Regions from separate parts of the Drosophila melanogaster genome. Here region 2 is linked to region 1. Evidence: chromatin contacts called from public Hi-C data. All regions are on one chromosome and are shown on one strand. The core of a region is the stretch at or near the end of the contact, and the rest is flanking DNA. Distances in the headings are between cores, read along the strand shown.

The links. A called contact is a pair of places that touch in the nucleus more often than the background predicts.
Region 2: a contact with region 1 is called in a Hi-C map of the Kc167 cell line, with 2.1 times the contacts expected there. A contact is called at or near these places in 8 of 107 Hi-C or Micro-C datasets (the Kc167 cell line, the Ras3 cell line, the S2 cell line and 2 more).

What each region holds. Positions count from the first base shown.
Region 1 is chr3R:7,625,694-7,629,184 of dm6, reverse strand. lncRNA:CR44332 (long non-coding RNA:CR44332) reads left to right here and starts at 1,895. Exons shown (of 1, transcript NR_125101.1): 1 at 1,895-2,303. The region is part of intron 1 of Nlg3 (Neuroligin 3); the gene reads left to right.
Region 2 is chr3R:7,882,462-7,885,952 of dm6, reverse strand. It overlaps lncRNA:CR46127 (long non-coding RNA:CR46127), which reads left to right and starts at 1,512. Exons shown (of 1, transcript NR_133360.1): 1 at 1,512-2,260. It overlaps CG17816, which reads left to right. Exons shown (of 16, transcript NM_001104235.2): 2 at 1-99. The coding sequence starts at 43.

The DNA.
Region 1 (3,491 bases), core at 646-3,145:
GAGTGAGAGTTTGAAGCATAGCTTATAGTGAAATGATTTGAATACACTCTCGGCCGGTTTAAAACAATGAAATGAGACATTTTATAGATAATTATCTCTTCTTGGATACAAATTATACCATTTTATAATTTGAAAGATATAATAAGATCGTGTTTAAACATAGTATTTATTTATTTGATCTTACAAGGTGAAACTCAATCGATAATAGCTAAAAGAGTCCTTGAACAGAATTTGAGTATTAATCCCTACTAAATGTGAGTATAATCATTGAAGAACAGTTAAGGGCTTTTTATGGACATCAAAATGCATAAATTTAACCAATTGAGTTGCAAGCTCGGAAAATGCCAGCAAACTGAAATTCAAGCGGCACGGAGACAACAAATGCAATTAAATTCTGCATACAAATAGTAGCACAGTAAGAAAACTGAGAGTCCCGGTAGGAGGCTGCGTAATTTCATTGCATTCAATTACATGCTGGCAACAATAAAATCCTTGAACTGCCGGCCCACATCCTCCACTTTCCTAAACCACTTGGGCTGACCCACTTGAGCGACCCAGTACTTGAAAATGAGTCTCCAAGGAGCGCGCCACATTTCTTCCTTCTGCCGCCATTGTCCTTGATGCTGTGCGCCATTTTATAATAATTGCAAGCATGGGCAGCAGGACGAAGGGAGGACGGACTAAAGGAAACGCCTAAAAACAAATTGTACGCGACCCTCAACAACAATATATTTTAAGTTCGCACACGCCCACCCTCAGAATTATGCTCCTTTTCGAATTTTTGCTCTGGCGGTTGCTAGATTTCATAAAAGTTGGTGTGTATCTTCCCTGCGTGAAAGTAAAAAAATCAATGTCTTTAAAACCACTTTAGTTCTTTAGTTTATTTTACTAAGAAATTAAAACAATCTTTTACCGCTCTAATAATATTATTTTATAATGACATTTTTAATGTCTAGCCAACACAGTTGGTAAATAGCTGACTAGAAAATGAGATTTCAATCGAAACGCATCATAAGGGCTTGCATTAACATTTCTCATGGTACTTTGAGAGCAAAGAATGTGTTATCACTTCAAGCCCAAATGTGTCCCACTTAAAATAATATTTAACGCCAATTTGCACACAAGCTTGATTTAGTTGGCCAGGTCAGGGTTGGATTTGGACAATTGATAGCCAAGCGAAATTGAATTCATAAATTGAATTTCGGCTAAATGGCAAGCAATCAATAATAATCGAGTTTCCGTTGAATGACACTGATTATAAATGAGAGCTGCATTGCGTGATACAAAATTGTTTATTTCTAGATCGCATTACTCAAAGAACGCGGGAGAAAGCGTAGCGAGCACCCGTTTTTATTTTTTTTTTAAATAAACAATTCAAAGAGAAACAGACCACTATCAATATGGTTTTGATTCGTGCCACTTGTACGGCTTGCTCTTTCTGGGATGGCCACCAGATAACAATCAACGGCAAAGCCAGCACTCGAGCCACATCCACCACTCAGTAGTCCACAGAAACAATTCTCCCCTAAAATCCCCTTCGATCCCCGGGCGGGGCTTTGTTGGTTAGCACATGTAAAATGCCAAAAACTTTGAAAAGGAGCCAAAGCGATAGACATCAATTTGAAAAATGGGCCAAGAGAGCAGGAGCAACGAAAAACAAACACGGCGAACAATGGGCTACCCAAAAGCAGGCGTAGAACATGAGGAATGGATTTGTTTTAGGATTTCGATTTGGAAACACCCAGTATTTGCAACTTGGTTTGTCTATACGTACAGGAATATTTAAAGCAGTGTTTCTTACTTGGAATGAGAACATTTTAAGACTTTAGCCACCCGCCTTGTGAATTAATATTTTGTACTACATTTCATTATTATTATCATTGTGGTTTCATTTATAGTATATAGATATGACTTTCAGTCGGTCCCCGTTAAATGTGTTGTTATACGGAACAGTCCTTTCACGTAAACAGCTATCCCAGGACTCTTGAAGCCAGACGGCGACCTATGTGTACTCAACGTTACTTTTGTGCTGGAAATTTGAGAAGTATAAATTTTGACAGCCAGCTCACACGGACAGACACACGAGATTGCCCTGACCAGCAGGAAGCGAGCAATAAAAAATGTTACATGGATGGCAGGAAGAGCAAACTAACGGACACTTACTGGCACCCACACAGAGACACACTCACTCACACTTAGACGATGGCTGAGCCATAACAAATGCTTGGCCATACGTCACTCATACGCCACGTAGCCCGGCAGGATACGATGCAGGTGGTAGTAAGTCTTAAGCTGCTGTACACAAAAAAAAAAAAAATAGGAAATGGAAGGATTCCCATTTTTTTTTTCTAAGAAACCATATAAAAATATTTTTTATTCAAAAATAAACATTTGTAAATAATTCTAAGGGAGCTTTATGATTATTTTAACAGACATTATTTTAACAGACAGATCTGGTCAAACCCTTTTTAAAAATCAATTTTATTATTATCAGTCGGTTCCAAAACCGTTTCCTGTGCACTTGTCAGCTGCGTCATGCGTACTCAAAATGAAATTCAATAAAAACAAATTGATTGCTTCGGAGGATTTGCGTGCATGCTGAAAGGCAAAGGTAAACACCATCCGCACCCGCATCCGCATTCGCCTCTATTCGGCTTACCCCACCTTTATGTTAAGTGGCACCTGACAGATTGTCAGCAGAGGCGAGGGCGACAAACTAACGCTGCGAGCTGACTTTCTGAAAGGCTGGGAGAGGGTATGTACCTCAAGCACGTCGGTCGATCAATATTTGGCCAGCGGCGAGGATTTATGCCAGCTCATTTGACTGCGTGCCTGCCATACAGTCCTAGTGTTTCCGACTTGACAACTTGATTTGGATGCGAGAAGCCAATGCCCAAGGCCTGCTCTATTCCCTGCCACACACATGCCGTGAAGTCCTGGCATAAATTCCGAAAGTAGAAAATATCGTTTGTTGCTCATTTGATGTGCGCTCACGCATGATTCCATCGGACTTTCCGGCTGTGTTTCAAGGCGATTTATGTGAAGGACAGCAGAAGTTTGCTTTCGCATTTGGGCAAGGAGCATAAAACACATTAAAGTCCCTTTTGCGATCGCCATAAAAGTCAAGTCAATTCGCCTGCTTGACCCTCGAACGGCACACAGAAATATTGTACTAAAAAGGTGAACATTAAAAAATCATGAAATCTCTACGAGCTACGAGCAAAGTGTACTGAAATCTCGAATGTAATGCTATTTCTTTCGGGCTTGAAGAAAATCCAGACAAAATTTTAAGCACTTACCGAAAATCTCCTCGAGATAGATGAGTAATAACCGATTCCATATTTCTTTTCTTTCATTTGTCTTTTGCATCAGCAGCAATCAGCCTCATGCACCGAAACAAAAAAATAAGTCTAAAAAAATCATTTAATTAAGAATTACATAATACGACATAATATATAATTGGTAATCAAAAGTTTGCAAATAACTATTGA
Region 2 (3,491 bases), core at 263-2,762, 260 kb before region 1:
ATTTTTGGCACTTTGGTTGGCAAACAGCAAAAGCATTTCCCTATGATTGGCTCATTCTGGAATCTGTGCAGAGCGTGCCCATCAATGCCGGTAGACAAGGTGAGTAACGTACAATGCCCCCGGAAAAAAGACCCCTCTCCACCCTGCAAAATGTTGTAAAATAATATCCCTAACTGCAAAAGAAATGTTAAGCGTCTATATAATTAAAGTTGATTTGCTAATTGTTGTCGGTAAAAAAAACCATAATAATATACCAAAAGCAGTTAAGTTATATTTTTTTACGGATAAAAGTTCTTTGGTTATTGAGTGTGAGTGCAGGACACATAATAGATTTTTATTGCATACTTGCGGGCGACAAGTGAAAGGGCTGCAGTCGAAAATGGGGTGACTTGGCTTGAATTATGACTTGTTTTGAAGAATTGCGGGATTAGGGTGAATTTTTAATGTGTGGGGACTTTAACATTCCATATTCGGAATTAAATTGGAGGGTTAAATCAGACTCAGGGGACCGAATCAGAAATTTATGGTGAAATATGAGGTGAATAACTCCCAAAATTGCAATTCAAATTTTAATTAATTACGCAAGGGTATGGTATTTTTGGGAAATTGGGATTTACCTTCAATTACAATTCAAATATTAACTGATTATTTATTTTCTTAATTGTCCAATCATAAACACAAAATTAAAGTCCTGTTTAATTATTTCTAGTTTGACTCGACTAGATTTCGGTTCAATTAATGTCATGCGGGAATTCCTTGAACTCTTTCACCTAACTGATTTTCCCTTGGCCACATTTTTTTTTACCAGCTTTCATAATGTTGATCAATATCACCTTACGTCCGCAATCCTTGGAGTGTCGTCACAACTCGTTTGTCCAGAGACATGCAATATTTCTCAGCTTATTTCAGACAATGTAGAGCGAATATATATGGAGTCCCAAAGTAAATAACTAAAATTCGCTGGCAGCGAATAAATTAACTTGCATTACGCCCGACACCAATCGCGTCACCGTAAAGTAACAGCCCACAAAAAATAAAATGAAATACAAAGAGAAACACGGCACCAAGTCAAAAGGAAAGAAAAATGGGTAACAAGGCAGAAAAGGCACAGAAAATCAATAGCATATGGCTTGTGGCTTGTTTGGGCCCACAGCTGTGGCCGGCCGGGGTGCCTTATAGCACCCGGATTTTAATTCCGGTTCGGACCCGGACGCGGACACGGGCACCTACTCCGTCGGAGACGGAAGACCGAAGAAGAACTGGCTCTCTAGCCTTCCAGCGTCGAATTCCAGTCGCTGTGCAAAACAGCTGATTCATCATTTTGCCGTGAAAATATACATATAAGATTGTGGATTGTAGGAGATGCGTTTCCGACACTTGGTTTTCAGTGGAAACACTCTTGTTATATAAATGGATAAATCAAATCAATTAAAAAGTGAACGATTAGGTTCTAGTATGTAAGAAATAAACCTGAAGTCCATTGAAAATATTTTCAAAATATTAAAGCGTTAACTACTATTCTTGTATACTTTGGAAAAACTGTCACATTGCGCACAAATTGAAGGGTACAACATGCCGTCATTCCACGACCTCGCGCATGTGCAGCTGAGAGAGAAATGGGAGGAGAGAGATAGGGATTCGAAGAAAGCGGGCGCTGAGAGAAAGTAAGAGGGAGCGAGGAGAGCGCCTTTTAGCCGGCTTTTGCTTGGGTTTTTTGTTGTTGCTTCCCGCTGCTTGTTCAGCCATATGACGTTCGAAGCAAATTGTCTTGCGGTATTACATCAGCGCAGAGTAGTCAAACTTTTATGGCGGCACCTTCACCGCCCATTCCCACGCCTACTTACCACCCACTTGCCACCCAGCGAGCTACCCATGCACCCATCTTCCTGCCCGGCGGCAACAACAAGTGCCGGCTAAGTGTCGCCAATCGGACGTCGGTTGCATGCCACACGCTTATCGATTCAGCTTGCATATGGTTACTGCCATGCTTAATTCTTAGTCACTCCTCGGATCGATCCAGTGCGATTCGGCAAATCCTTGCAGTCAACTGGGCGTCGCCCCGACGTACACTGAAAGAGATATCAAACGAATAAGGCGGAAATACCATATTGAAAAGCAATTTTTTTCAAGAACGGATTACATGTGATTAAAACTGTGAAAACGATGGTAGTAGGAGTCTCTAACAATTAAGTTACAACTTATGCATATAGGAAATCTTTTTGTTACAGCTTGAGAGTTTTTTGTGGAGTGAATTAAATATAAAATTGTTCTCTGTGTACGTTCACTTAACTTATGCCGAGTTATCTCCCACTGACACTCGCAGCTATATCCGGACTATTGTTTCCTCCATCTATAACCATCCGCAATGTCTTCCGCTGGATTGTGTAGAACGCGAGGCGGCTGCCTTTGTTGCTCGGCTATCTTCTGGATGCAGAAAACTGCCAGGAGTTGGCCACTTCCATGCACAACATAGTTTCCACTCTTTGCCGTGTTTCTAAGTTTGTCTTGACACATTTTCTGCGAGCTGACTGTGGATTAGAACTTATATGTTTTGTAGAATGCAGGATGTGCCAACAATTATACTTGCAAATAATTATTTAAGGACTCAGAGCTTAGACGTATGCATTTTTAACAACTATTATATTATTTATAAAATATGATTTGTTACGCTCATCAACGCAGATTGTGAGATAAATGAAGGAAACCTTAATATTCCTTGTGAATCCTGTTAAGCTTTGATATCAAGGGTATTGGTTTCCCTACCCTTGAAGGGTATTATAATAATTGAGAACTTTGAACTTTTATTTCCTTCTTCTGCGGAAAACCCTTCTTATTGCATCTAACGAGGGCAATTTGCACTTCTCTGCCGCTGTCTTCCCACAACACTCGGCTCAATGGCCAGAACTGAAAATGGGGAAACCAGAGGAAAACTCAACCCACTGCGGCCCAGGAGCCCAGGGAGAAGGAACTTTTTTGTTTTGTCTTTTTGGCGATTGTTGAAAACCGATGTTCATCTCCATGGATTTGGTGGAGGAGCTGCAGCCGGGTGAAAAGTTTTCTAATTACTTGAGGTCAAGTGTTCGGAGGTGGTTGGTGTGAAATCAAAAATGAAAAATACTCTTCTGTAAAATGAAACTTGTTTTCCGTTTATATGAAATTGTACTGGAAAACTGTTCTGAATTGTGCTGACGTGTACACAAAAAACTGACTGACTGGTTTAACATTTGAGCGGCTGGCAGTGGGCGAAGCACATGTCGCATGAGAGATTTTCCTTCTTTTTTTTCCATTTTCCGGACTTGTGTTGTTTTCAGGTTGGCAGTTTCAGAGGCAGTCAGTCATTTGGTTATTTGCATATTTTCAACACAAATCAGTGAATCGCATGCAGAGCGAATATAAAATTTTTACATTTCTCAGAAGTTTTTATTTAATCTGCTGCCGTCTGATGTTTACTCTATTTGGGAGAAATTACTTGTGTTTTTTTTTAAATTCGC